Regions from separate parts of the Mus musculus genome. Here regions 1 and 2 are each linked to region 3. Evidence: chromatin contacts called from public promoter capture Hi-C data. All regions are on one chromosome and are shown on one strand. The core of a region is the stretch at or near the end of the contact, and the rest is flanking DNA. Distances in the headings are between cores, read along the strand shown. Region 1 holds the start of Kcnj9 (potassium inwardly-rectifying channel, subfamily J, member 9). Region 2 holds the start of Atp1a2 (ATPase, Na+/K+ transporting, alpha 2 polypeptide). Region 3 holds the start of Usp21 (ubiquitin specific peptidase 21).

Region 1 (4,459 bases), core at 1,875-4,374, 1.0 Mb after region 3:
TGGTCTCCGTCTCGATGGAGAAGAGGAAGGCGGCCACGAAGCCGTTGAGGTTGTTGACGCACGGGGTCCACGCGGTGTCCTCCAGGTGTTCCAGGTCGCCGCGGCCGTAGGCGATGAGCCACCAGATGGCGCCGAAGAAGAGCCAAGTGAGCGCGTAGGCGAGCACGAAGAAGAGCAGGCTGAGGCGCCACTGCAGGTCCACCAGCGTGGTGAACAGGTCGGTCAGGTAGCGGTAGGTCTCGCGGACGTTGCCCTGCTGCACGTTACAGCGACCGTCCTTCTCCACGTAGCGCTGGCGACCGCGGCGGCGTGGCGGCTCCTCCGACCCGGGAGAGAAAGCGGCGTTCTCCTGCGCCATGGCGGCCGCAGCGGGGATCCTGCGGGGTCTTAATAAAGGTGTGCCGAGTTGATGGATCTGCCCCGAACTCAGGGCCAATGCTGTGAGACAATCTCCCTTCCTGTCTCTTTAGCCTTAGTTTTTCCCCACTGGTGGATTGGGAACGATAATCCCTAACATCCCATAAATCTCAGAAAGTTGGGGGACAGGTGCTGGGGAGATGGCTCAAATGATTCACTGGTTGCTCTTCCAGCGGATCTTATTTCGATTCCCAGCACCCTCAAGTCGGCTCACAACCGGCTGTAACTCGCACTCTGCTGGCCTCCGAGGGTAATGCACAGACGTACATGAGGGCAAACTATTACATAAAATAAAACAATGGTTAAGAAAAAGTTGTATGGCTGGAGAGGTGGCTCAGCGGGGTTAAGAGCGCTGCCTGCACTTCCAGAGGTTCTGAGTTCAATTCCCAGCAACCACCTGGTGGCTTACAACAATCTGTAATGGGATCTTAGGCCCTCTTCTGATGTGTCTGAAGACAGCGGCAGTGTAATCATATACATTAAGTAAATAAATCTTTTAAAAAAAGAATAAAGAATTATGAGAGAGAGAGAGAGAGAGTTGTACAGATTACACAGATAAAGAGCACAAACTGGGTGTCGAAGTTCAATAAGAGGCATTAGCCATCTCGATGTCACAGATCTCAGCGTCACTACCTCAAGCTGGTGTATGTAGCAACTCACAGGCACCCCGGATCAGACATTTAGGGTACTGAAGAGGTAGACTTCTTGGCAGTTCCTTCTCCATGCAAAGCCCTCCCTGCGATGAGGACTTCCACAGCCCTTTCCCTGGCAATTATCCCTTCCCCCAGCACTCTTCAGCATCCTGCCAGAAGCCCCACCTGAAGACTGTTCCCTCGGTGTTCTCCCTGGCCTCACTCTTTCTCCTGCTACATTTCCCCTCCACCCCAGACTTCCCAAGGAGAAAGCAATGCAGACTGTGCACAAAAACCTCCAGTGTGCAAAGGTTGGATGTCCTCAGCATTGGGAACTTCCCACTGGCAATTCTAACTGCTTCACCGTGGTCACTGATGCTCTGATACCAGCCCATTTCCTGCCAGGGCTCTTTCCCACAGGAGACACGCTGAAAAGGGTTGGCAATAGGAGATTGGGGGCCATGCGTGAGGTCAACTGCCCACGGCAAGGATGACGAGTGAGGTCAACTGCCCACGGCAAGGATGAAGGAGGCGCCAAGCCATCCAGAGTTACGCTAGTCTAGTATCTCTCAGATTCGTATTCTTCTAAGAGATAAGAAATCAGACCAATCGAAACACCAAACACCCACATCGACCCCCCCTACCAATTTCCTGATTTGCATTTACTACCCTACCAGCAACCCCACCCACTCCTGCCATATGTCCCAAAGCCCACATTCCACACAAAGCCCAGATTCCAAGCAAAACCCACCTGGTTTTGCTTCAAATTCTTCCCCCCTGAGAAGCACTCTGGGTTATAATCTTCCCGGAGAGATGGATGGCCAGAGTCGGTTCCTAGGCTTTCAGGGTCCCCTAGGAGATATGGACCATATGAACAGAAGTCTGTAGAATAAGGATTAAGACTCATCAACCTTCCTTTCTCTTTCCTGGGATTTGCCATCTCCTCCCATTCAGGGTGAGGGGTGGGGCAGGAAGGCTGGGGAAGTGGGGAGAGCAGGTGGCCCTGTGGGGGCAGAAATGTGACATAAGGATCTCAGATGGTTTGGATGTTTGACCAGATCCTAGGGAGAAACTGCATGAATATATACCCACAAACCCGACATTCCATTTTTAAACTTTGGAGCCAAGTGTTCTGTAGCCAGCAGACCTTTGGAGGGTGTGTGTATGTTAAAGAAAGGCACAAGGAAAAAAACCCAAAAAGATGGTTTGTAACCCCACACACTTATTTTCCATGGAAGTCAGGAGACATGACCTGGGAACACTTCGGCAATGGCAGATTAAGATCTTCCCCTCCCCCAACAGCAAGCAGGCTTGTTTTTCCCTCTCTGCAGCCCAGGATGTCCTCTGCACCTCATCTGTAAGTTTTCAGTGCCTCGAGACCCCAGGTCTCTTTCATCCTAGTATTAACTTCAGGTGGGCTTCTAGACAGTCTTCGTAGGGTCTAAGGTGATCTGACCTCCATCTACGGCCAGGAATGGGGAAGGATTCCCAGTGTCTGATCATCCCCAGAACACGACTGCCCAGGGAGCCTACTGATGACATCCTAGCCATTGCCATCTCGAGAAAAGCTCTCTTCTTCATGGGACAGGAAAGGTGTGCGGTGTCCACCACCTGAAGAGCAACGTCTTCATTTCTTCCTCTTCCCTCCAAATAACTCCAGTTCTTCCGACCACAGTTCTTGGGCATGCTGTGACCCCTTTCAGTAAGATCCGAGCACCACATTATCTTGGAGTACTCCACCTCCCTCTAGAGAGCGCTGGCCAGTACAGGGGGCTTATCTTTTGGAAAGGGGTCTGTCGGGGAGAAGTCCCTCTGGGAGCAGCTCCACCCAAACCCCTCTTGGCTCAGAAATAGGGGCCCAAACCCCAAGTCCCACAACTCAACTCACAGAGCCTGGAGAGAAGAGTAGCCAGCAGCAGGGACCCTTGGGGGTTGGCGTCCATGTCCCTGACACCATCTCCCCCAGTACCCTAGGTTCCCTCTGAGATTGGGAGCCGCCGACACTGCTGTTTCTCCTGAATGTAACGGCAGCTCAGACTAGGACTTGGTATCTGTGTCATCCCCACTTCCCAGGTTCCCCTGCTCCTCTCTCGTTTCTATGGCAACCAGTCTGGCTACAGCTCCACAGCGTCCCCCTCCCTTTCCCAGTCCTGGGTACCACTCTGGCTAATCCACACGCCACAGCTATTTTTAGCCAAAGTCCTTCCTCCTGGACACGGAGAGTCATCTCCTCACCTCTTTATAGGGACGAAAGCAAGTGTGTGTGTGGGGGGACTGGTGTGCTCCTCATTCTGGGAAAATAGAGGCATTGGAAATAAAATATTTGATTTCAGAGGCCATCTGGGAGTTTGCAGTTCACAATCCCCAGCAGGGACCACTGGGCAAAGGTGCTGCCCTCCAGACAGCGGACAGAAGGACCAGGCCCAGCGTGACAAGGCTGCAATTTTTTTAAGAGACCTCTGATGCAGAAGGCAGCAGACAGAGAGAAAAAGGTCTGCAGAGGTAGGGGCTAGAGAAGCAGGGCCAGAGGCTCCGCCATCGTCATCACCACCACTGATATACCTGTGACCCGAAGAGGTCCCTTCACTTCTCTGAGCCATAGTGATTCTGTCTGTCTCAGAGTGTGGGCGTGGGCAAACAGCCCTCTTCTGCTGGCTTCACCTGGGATGCAGATCAAATTAGGTGATGTAAATAAAAGAGGTTTGAGATGTACTTTGCTCATAGCAAAAAGTTGAGAAAACCCTCAAATGTCCAACAGAGAGAGAGAGAAGTCTAGGCTAGCTCTTACCATCAACCCAGCAGACTTAGGGGGCTCAAACACCACATACTGGGCTAGGTAGAGGCGATTATGAAATGAACAGGTCCTTGCCCAGCAGCAGCCTATGATGCCATCAGTGGAAAGACACAGAGTTGCACAGGTCTGCTGCTACATGCTCCTACTGCTAATCCATCCAGCAGAATCTCATTTAATTTCTGTGACAATCCTGTGAGACAGTTATCCCTTTTTCTATTTATGGATGAGGAAAACAGAAAAAGTAGCCTATTGAATTCCAGAGTTGGACAGAGATTGGGGAGTCACGTGTCTTGTCACTGCCCTGGCTCTTCATTTAATGTTTTTGGGTGTTTTTTGTTTTTGTTTTTGTTTTTGTTTTTGTTTTTGTTAGGTGTTCCCCACCCCCAAGACCAGGTCTTACTGTCTAGCCCAGGTTGGCTCCACTTCCTCGGTGCTGGAAATATAGGCATGCATATTTAAAAGACTTTTTCAAAGAGTACTTTTAATTGTACAGCAAGAGAAGAGCCTGGGAAGATGGCCCAGTCAGTTAAGTGCTTGCCCTACTGATGAGGACCTGAGCTTGGGTTCTCAGCACCCGTGTAAATGCAGGATGTGGTGGCAAACACGTGGAATCCCA
Region 2 (4,299 bases), core at 1,346-3,845, 1.0 Mb after region 3:
GGGCTAGAGGTCCGAGCAGCAGAGTCCAGGAAAATCTCTGCACATTTGATATCAAACAACAGACATGAAAATGAGAATCAAATGCCTACTTATGGAGCTGGGACTGGTGGTGTGCATATCTGTATGCCCATAATTTGGGAGGTGGAGGCAAGAAGATTGGAAGTTTGAGTCCAGCCTGGGCTACATATCGAGATCCTGTCACAAACAAACAGATAGGTGTCTCTGAAAAATGCACTGGCTCTTAAGTGTTGGATTGTGGCTGAGCTAAATAACTCCATGTGGCGCTTTTTCTTCCCAGCTCCCACCCTGCTCTCCCATAAGTGCAGAGCTCGGCTGCCCTTCCCCCTTCTTCTGTCCTGGCAAGGATCTCAGGCTCCATGGCCAGGAGCCTGCAGAGATTTGGGGCCAGTGGCTGCCCAGGGAAGAAAGAAAGAGGAAGTGGGGACCCCTCTCTCCCCCTCTGGTCTCCCCTCCCTCCCCTAACACAAGTCCCTCTCTTTGGTTCTTCAATGTTGTAGGAGAACAGAGAGTTCTTTTTTCAGAAAGCCAGAGACTGGGACAAAGTGGGGGTAGCTGGAAAGCAGCCAACACTCCCCCCACCCCCACCTCAGCCTCTGGAGGAGGCTTGGCTCCCTCCCACCAGTGTGATCCCTCTCCCCAGCTCCCACGCTGCCCTTCACAGCCACACAGGCGTGGACTGGAATGGAGGTGAAGCAGACCCCAGAGTTGAGTGTGGGGAGTGGGATTGTTTTCTGCAGGGCTTTCCTTGTAGGTAGGACTCTGAGCTCCCAGACTTAACCCAGCCTTTTCCGCTAAACAGACCAGACCAGCAGAGTCACGCGCAGCCACTAGGTTAGGGGTGCCACAGGTTATGGACCCAGCAAGGGTACTAGGGGAGAAGTTCTGAATGGGGAAGCCAAGGTCAAGTTACTTTCCAAGTCAAAAGAACTCTATGAGCTGGGGCTACCTTACTCTGGGGTAGAGCAGAGTGGAGGGTTGTCTGCTCTTTCTTTCTACTTAGATGGAGGTTGGGCTTGCCTGACCTGGTTGGCCTTGGACTCTCAGAGGTTCTGCCCCTCAGCTGGATCTGCTCTTTCTATGGGGAGCAGGAACGATATTACTGAAGGTCCCAGTTTAACCATGACTCTTCCTTGGGGAAACCCATTGCCCATAGATAGTTCCTAAGGGCGGGCTTACAGCCCTCACCTTACACTCACCACCCATCACCCTGTATGCCCAGAGGCCCTTCATTTGCAAATTCTCCTGCTGAAACATAGTGCAGGTTCACCCATGGAAGCCTGCAGCACTATCCTAGGAACACGCTATTGTAAGGTTGTGGACACGTGTACACACACACACACACACACACACACACACACACACACACACAGATGCATGTATGCACACATGCGCGATGGTCTTCTATTTCCAGTTCCCACCCAAGCTCTGGATCTCTGGTGTCCAGGATTCGAGTTTTTCCAGCTGTTCAGCTTAGTGCAATAACATGTCCTTGCCTGACTCCTCCTTGGATCCAGAAATTGGCTCACAGCACCCTGTGGCACTGTCCCCCTTGCATTTTGCAATGGCCTGTCAAGCCCTTTCCCTCTGTGCCCTCTTTTGCCAGGATTCCACATGAGGAAAACTTCCAAGCACAGTATGGAAAGGGATTGGGTCCTTTTTCTTCATATGGGGATTTTATTCCCAAGAATTGGAAGCCTTGTCCTTGCTCGCCCAGATATGGCTGTTAATCTTTTCACTGGCAAATCCATTGCTTCACAATGCCATAGGCAGGCGCAGTTCTCAGCAGCCTTTGGAAAGGTCCCCAAAACCTATGGCCTGGAGCCCAGGACAGTGCTTATGGGGACATCCGGAGGGGTGCTGGGGTGAGGGCTGGGGATACATCTTTGCTCTCTCTGCCCCAGCTGACTCTGGCATGAAGAACTCTGGGAACTGGTGTAATCAACTGCTAGGTGGCTCTTCCCAGCCCCAGGCTGGCCCCTGTACTCTTGGGCTAAGGACCTCAGAGCAATAGATATTTTCAGTGGGTAACAAGGACGGCAGAGAACTAACAGTGTCAAAGATCTCTTCAGCTGGGAAGCTCGGGATTGTGGAGCGAGAGGAGGGATTTGTGGAGTAAGGATGAGTGGGCAGAGAGCAGGGAGATCTAGAAGGACACTTGGGTAGTTTCTTAGGCTAGTTGTGGGAGAGGCAGAGAGCAGGGTAGCTGCAGAACCTGCCAGTCCCTAGGCTCATGAGCTCCGTGGAACGAATCCACATGCATGTGCAGTCGGGAGACTAGTTCCAAGTTCAAACCATCCCACGCAGTCCGTCAGCGTCTCTCACCCCTCTCTCCACGTCCCATTTCTACTCCACCCTCCAGAGAGTGGCCCCTGATCTTGGAGGGATACTCACCCCACGACCCATCTTGGGGCAGAGTGGCTGAGGGGACCTAGGCTGGAAAGGTCACCAGGAGGATCCCAAGACCACACCGCCTGTCTGGGGCAGCTGGAGACCCTGGCAGACAGACAGAGACAGTCTGAGCAACAGGGTAGCTTTAAATAGGTCCCTCTCCCCCTCACTCCCGCCTTCCCCTTCTGGGGAAAGAAACGTTTGTTGAAACTGGATCCCTGAGGACTCCTCCCCTCCCCTCCCGCCTCTTTAGCAACTGGCCCAGCTGATGGTCCTGTTTTGTCCCCGGTCTGTCCCCCTCAGCTCCTCTTAGCATTTCCCCATCCCATGGGCAGCTACAACCAAGAGAGAAGCAAGGGGAAAGGAATGGGGAAGGGGTAGCTGGAAAAAGGAGAGGTGGCCCCTCGAGAGCAGCCAGCTCATGGTCCTGGGACTAATTGCCTATATTTCCAGGTGGGGAAGCAAGGCTATAAGAATTCAGCAATCTTACTGGATAAGACAGAATCTCCCTGAGCTCACATCCAAGTTTCCAGAGAAAGCAACAGCCTGCTCCATCTGCTGTAAGGGGCTGCAAGGACGTTGTGACCAAGAAAGAATTAGAACTAGAATCAGACGACTCTTGCTTTTGAAGCTCCTTGCAGAACCAAAGCCTGGAGATGCTGCACCAGGCATGTCCCACTTGTTGCTCTTGGGCTCCATACGCCACCCCACCACCACCATAGCTAGGAATTTGGCCCAATACATCCTAACCTTACTTCAAACATTGAGATGCTTTGTAACAGTGTAGCGATTTTTTATTTGTTTGTTTGTTTTTTGACACAAGTTTTCTCTGTGTTGCTTTGGCTGTTGTGGAAATCGCTCTACAGATCTGGCTAATCCTTAAATTCAGAGATCCCCCTGCCTCTGCTGGGATTAAGAGAATGTGCCACCACCAACGTTCGTTCTCTCTCTCTCTCTCTCTCTCTCTCTCTCTCTCTCTCTCTCTCTCTCTCTCTCTCTCTCTTTCTCTCTCTCTCTGGATAATGTGATTTCATAGTTGTCCAGTGTGGTTTGTAGATGACATGAATGTTGTTGGTTATAACATTGTGACATGATTTTTAATGGTGGACACACCTGTAACCCAGTGTTCAAGACAAGCAAGAGTCTCCGCACTTAGAAGCAGTTGGGAAGGTGAAGGACAGAAGATATGAAAGAGCCAGGAAGGCCGCCCAAGTCCGGGCACAACAGGCACGTGGAAGCATTTCTGCCATTCTGTGTATGAAGCAGATGAGCCTCCCCTTCACTGCTACAGGGGAGCTTTGAGTGAGTCTGAGTCGGAGGTCGGTGAATGGTATGAGAAGTCAAATCTGGAAGGTGTAGCAGGAGGGCATGGAAGTCATTATCACCTCAAATACCAACTCTGTGGGACTAGAAAGAGCAAGGACTTCCTTGGTTCCTTCTGGGAGGAAGGGGTCAGGCAGACTCCACTGTGAGAGACCTGTTTAATGGCATGGGAGATCCTGGAGGTTGGGTCTGGGGGGAGGGAGGGGGCTTCACCTCCAGCTGAGAAGATGTCTTCAACATTACTCTCAATAGAAACAGGAACAGAGCAGATAACTCATGACCAGCCCAGCCGCTCTGGGGGCGGGGGGGGGTGTTGGCATCATTCATTTGTTGAAGAATGGAGGCTGGGGACAGAGAGAAGAAGATTTTCTGCCCCCACCGACTAGGAACAGTTAGAGGGATAAAGTTCTGCAGTGTCCCCATTTCTCTGGGCACCGAAATGTAGTGAGTGAGTGGACGCCCACTGAGCAGGGGCAGGTCTGAGAACCCTGGCTGGGAAGGAGGAGGGAGGCAATGAGGCATTGGCAGGAGTCCTAAGGTGCCCGCTGGCTGGGCTGGCTGGGTTGA
Region 3 (3,930 bases), core at 348-2,847:
AGTAGAAAGGCTCAGAAGGCCGGGCAGATATCATGTGGAAGGAGCCATGGGAAGTAGGGGGCTCTGTCCGTATGCTGAGCAGGGTAGGGGGGCCAGGGAAGCCCCCAAGACGCCGGAGAGAAGTACTACGTCTCAAAGTGGGTGGCTCAGGCCGGAGTGCCAAGCGGCTCAGTGCAGCCCCTAGCTCGCCAGCGCCACGGTGCCCTCCCAAGGCAATCCCCATTGGACGCAAGTCCCCACTGCTCACAGACTTGGAACGGGCTAAGTTGGTCCGGGATGGGAGAGGCAGAGCCACAGCTGGGGGCGGTGAGCCAGGCAGGGGAACCCCATGATCTGCTCGAAGGGGACCTCTAGGACGAGAGCCTGAGGTCCGACCCCGACCCAGCTCCAGTTTCTTGAGCCTTTCATCTGGGGGACCTGGCCTGGGAGGCAAAGGTCGTAACATGGAGTTTGGCCCAGGAACTGGGTTTCGGCGCTCCTTGCTGCGTGCCCGGGGAGGAAATGGTATCTTGGCTCCCACTCGGGGCTGTACATTGACAGGTGGCTCTCGAGTCCGGCCCAGGCGGTGCTCAGAAGCCTGGGGCATTGTGGGCACCACAGGCTGGACCTGAGGAGAAAAGAGAGTCAGCGTTTGAATTAGGAAGGGAGAGAAGATACAGGCGATCATGCAAGCTGTCTTCTTCATGTACCGAGGGTACATATAACGTTTATAAAATCAGTTCTTGCATCTCCAGGACCTGGCAATGTTTGGCATACGAAAAATACTTAGTACTCCTTGAATAAACAAATGATTGAATAGCAGACCATCATTTTGACCTTTTCATGCCCCACCCCCTCTCTATAGAATACAGATTTATTTAAAAGCCACTGGTACTCTCAATCTCAGCTGTTTTTATAATCTACAAACTCCCCATATGTGGCTAGTCAAGTGGGATGTGCCATAGACCTGGGACTGTGGACGCAGGAATCAGTCCAAAAGACAGCATTCCAATCTCAACCCCAGCTCCTCTGGGTTGCAAATGAAGCGGATTAAACGGGTGATCTGCAATCCACTCCCTCCTCCAATTCTGGGATCCTACTTGGTATCTGGGCCCAGGGGGGCAATGGTTTGAGATGGAGGACGAACTACTTGACCCCTAATTTGTGCACCTCTCCCACCACAGCAGGGTTTTACCCGGGTCCGCCCCCCTCGAGGGCAGAAAGGCCGAGGCTGCTGATTGGCTGCGGGGTCCGGCGGCATATTCCCCGCGGTCCGAGAATGCCGTTCTTCCAGCCCAGTTCTCCCAGGCCCCGCTGGGCACCGCGAGCATCCCCCTTTGTGGTGAACGTCCTCTGGGGTCTGGATCCATCCTCCCTCGGCTCTCCCACCCCACCCCGCCATAACGTCCCGGCCCATACCTGTCCCCCGGTGAGGCGGCGGGGGAGGCCAGCCGGGGTCCAGCTCCAGCTCAGGGCCACCCCCTCTTATCCCCAAACAGCCTCCCCACAGGCCGGGCTGCAGCTTTAGCCGCAGCTGTTGCCCAGCTTGCTCCCGCCGCAAGGGCCGCCGCCATCTTTGTTGGTGCCGCCCGGCCACCGGCCACCGGCTTCACAGTCTCTTAGGCGCCTGCGCGCCCACACTCGGAATCCTCCCACCTACCTCCTCGGCGCTTGCGTGAGCCCGCCCCCACGGCTCCCCGACCGACACCATGGAAACGCAGCCAACTTTAGAACCACTAGTTTCAGGCCCTGCCTGATGGTGGTCTTTAAACCATTGCTGCAAGTCCCTGAGGCCAAGGCCCCTCACCCAGTCATATATGGTCCATAGAGATGAAGAGCCCAAGAGTCGAAAAGTAACGGAAGGGCTTACAACACAGATTCTTCGGAAGCAAGAGGGATGCAGTGAGAAAGCAGCATGCAGGTCCAGGTCTAGCCAGCAAACCAATAGAGAAGCATTTAGCAACTCCACCTAAGGGTGGGGAGATCCCTAGTGGGAAGAGAACGCTGGACCTGTAAAACTCATTCTTCAAGCTTCTTTGTAGGCTCAGGCAGTTAAGTAAAACATGGTTCACTGCTAAAGGGAAAAAGTGAACCCCAACAGCAAGGAAAGAAACCAGATTTTCTTCTATCATACCCTCCTCCCAACCTAGTGTAGTTGTTCATGTACCTCCGCGTTTTGCTTGTTCACCTTCTTAACAGCCATCAATGAGAACCACAGGCTACCAGGGGAAGCAGCTTTTATTGACAGGTTGTCTCCAGAAACCAAAAAGCTATGTGCTGTAAGTTACACCCCAGGCCTCCAAAATGCCTCCAGGGCTCTACTTGGAGAAGGGATACAAACCGCCTATTTCAAGGCCCAAATCTTTCATCTCTCTGTACAGTTTCATTTAGAAACTTTGTGACCTTGCCCTATTGTTGGGTTTTCTTATTTGTCCCTCCAGCTACTTTGTAACAGCCAGAGGTGACCCTTGAAGGAATCCTGAAAAAGGAGCAAACAGGAATGGAGCCTAGCCACGGTCCCTCAGTCCGGCCTCAGGGGCGTAGTCCTTCATTGGCTGCATTTTTCTTTGTGCTGGATCACACCCTTCTGGATCAGATCGGGGACTTCCACTGCCAGCCAAGGACCCAGCTGCAATGCAAGGGAAACCCTGTGAAGTTACTGTCACAGTCCATGCCTCTTGTTCCACCTGAGTCTCCTCCCCGGAGACTCTAGGTCCTAGAGCCTAGGAGGACATGCCCAAGGAATGTCTAGTCTCAGCTACGTGTAGGATATTACTTATCCCTGAACCCTCCCTCTTCCTCTCATACACCGAAATTAACAAACTCACCCCCAGGGCCATGAGATGAGCTAGTCCAAACTTAGGCACATTCCTGGCCCACAAAGGTTTGAAATGATCAGTCAGACATATTTTGCCACCCCTGTGAGAAAGACGAGAGGAAAGCATTGACACGTGAGACAGTCTTAACGTAGAGCAGCCTCTTGGGAACACAGGAAGATTGTTAGTGCTCAGAATGGAGAACAAGGTCAGCTAAGTACTTTGCTCAGGCTTGACAGAGGAGAGCTGGACTCCCCCTAGACTCTGGAGCAGCTGGAGCAGGCTCTGGGGAAACCATTGTCTCTTGGGCTCTTCCCTAAGGCTACCTTTGCTCTCTCTCACCACCTCGTCAGTCCTACCTGTACATCTTTGCTGTCTTCCCGTCCAGCTCAGGGACTGCAATTTCCGGAGCAGTAGTGGGATATGTGATAGGAATCTGGAGGAATTACAAAGCCATAATAAGACGAGAGAAAAATGAACTAGCCTAGTCAGACATATGCATCTCTTGGCTGAACTGCTTGTTCCGCAGATTCCACAGGCAGCATGTACACACCAGGATTCTAGGCACAGAGATTAGCAACTCTTACATATCTGCTTCAGGCCTCAGCTTTCCCTTCCCACTTTAAAAGCTTCATTTGGTCCCTTCCTGAAAGGTTAGCTTGTCACCAATCAGGTCACCAAGCCTTTTCTACTAACCTTCATCCTTCCCATTCTATCACACTCACTTCAAACTCGATGTCGAACTCATATTTGAGGAAATCGTGGATGTACCAGCATTTTCCAAACCACCTGCAACAGAGACCAAACCTCAGACCATTCCTAGCCGATGCAAACAACAGCTCTGCTTAGGTCATCAAACTGCAAGACTCCCATGTCAGGAATTAGGAACTCTATACACTGCTGCATGGCGGCTTTGGCGGGTAGTTATGAGATACCAGATTGCTCAAGCCAGGTGAGGCTCCTACCCACACCTCCCAAGGACCTGCTTACCGGGTCCCTTCCTTGTTGGACTCCAGTCGGAACCAATCATTGTCCGAATTCTTGTTGTTCTCCACATACTGCAAACAGAAAATGAGATCTTGGAGAAAAGGGAGCTGGAGCTGGAGAGTGGCGAACACCTTTAACCCCAGCACTC

Evidence for each region. Promoter capture Hi-C pulls out the DNA fragments that hold promoters and counts their contacts. Capture Hi-C pulls out chosen DNA fragments and counts their contacts.
Region 1: a contact with region 3 is called in a promoter capture Hi-C map of hippocampal neurons, with 2.4 times the contacts expected there. The contact joins the promoter of Kcnj9 here to the promoter of Usp21 in region 3. A contact is called at or near these places in 3 of 39 promoter capture datasets (cranial neural crest, hippocampal neurons and liver).
Region 2: a promoter capture Hi-C map of liver shows a contact between it and region 3, with 2.2 times the contacts expected there. The contact joins the promoter of Atp1a2 here to the promoter of Usp21 in region 3. A contact is called at or near these places in 2 of 39 promoter capture datasets (hippocampal neurons and liver) and 2 of 9 other capture datasets (adipose tissue and liver).

Annotation. Positions count from the first base shown.
Region 1 is chr1:172,326,198-172,330,656 of GRCm38.p6, forward strand. It overlaps Kcnj9 (potassium inwardly-rectifying channel, subfamily J, member 9), which reads right to left and starts at 3,125. Exons shown (of 4, transcript NM_008429.3): 1 at 2,938-3,125; 2 at 1,801-1,901; 3 at 1-386. The coding sequence starts at 358.
Region 2 is chr1:172,295,469-172,299,767 of GRCm38.p6, forward strand. Atp1a2 (ATPase, Na+/K+ transporting, alpha 2 polypeptide) reads right to left here and starts at 2,596. Exons shown (of 23, transcript NM_178405.3): 1 at 2,413-2,596. The coding sequence starts at 2,424.
Region 3 is chr1:171,286,364-171,290,293 of GRCm38.p6, forward strand. Usp21 (ubiquitin specific peptidase 21) reads right to left here and starts at 1,598. Exons shown (of 13, transcript NM_013919.4): 1 at 1,399-1,598; 2 at 1-607. The coding sequence starts at 586. Ufc1 (ubiquitin-fold modifier conjugating enzyme 1) reads right to left here. Exons shown (of 7, transcript NM_025388.3): 3 at 3,786-3,853; 4 at 3,521-3,584; 5 at 3,155-3,231; 6 at 2,808-2,898; 7 at 2,201-2,608. The coding sequence ends at 2,528.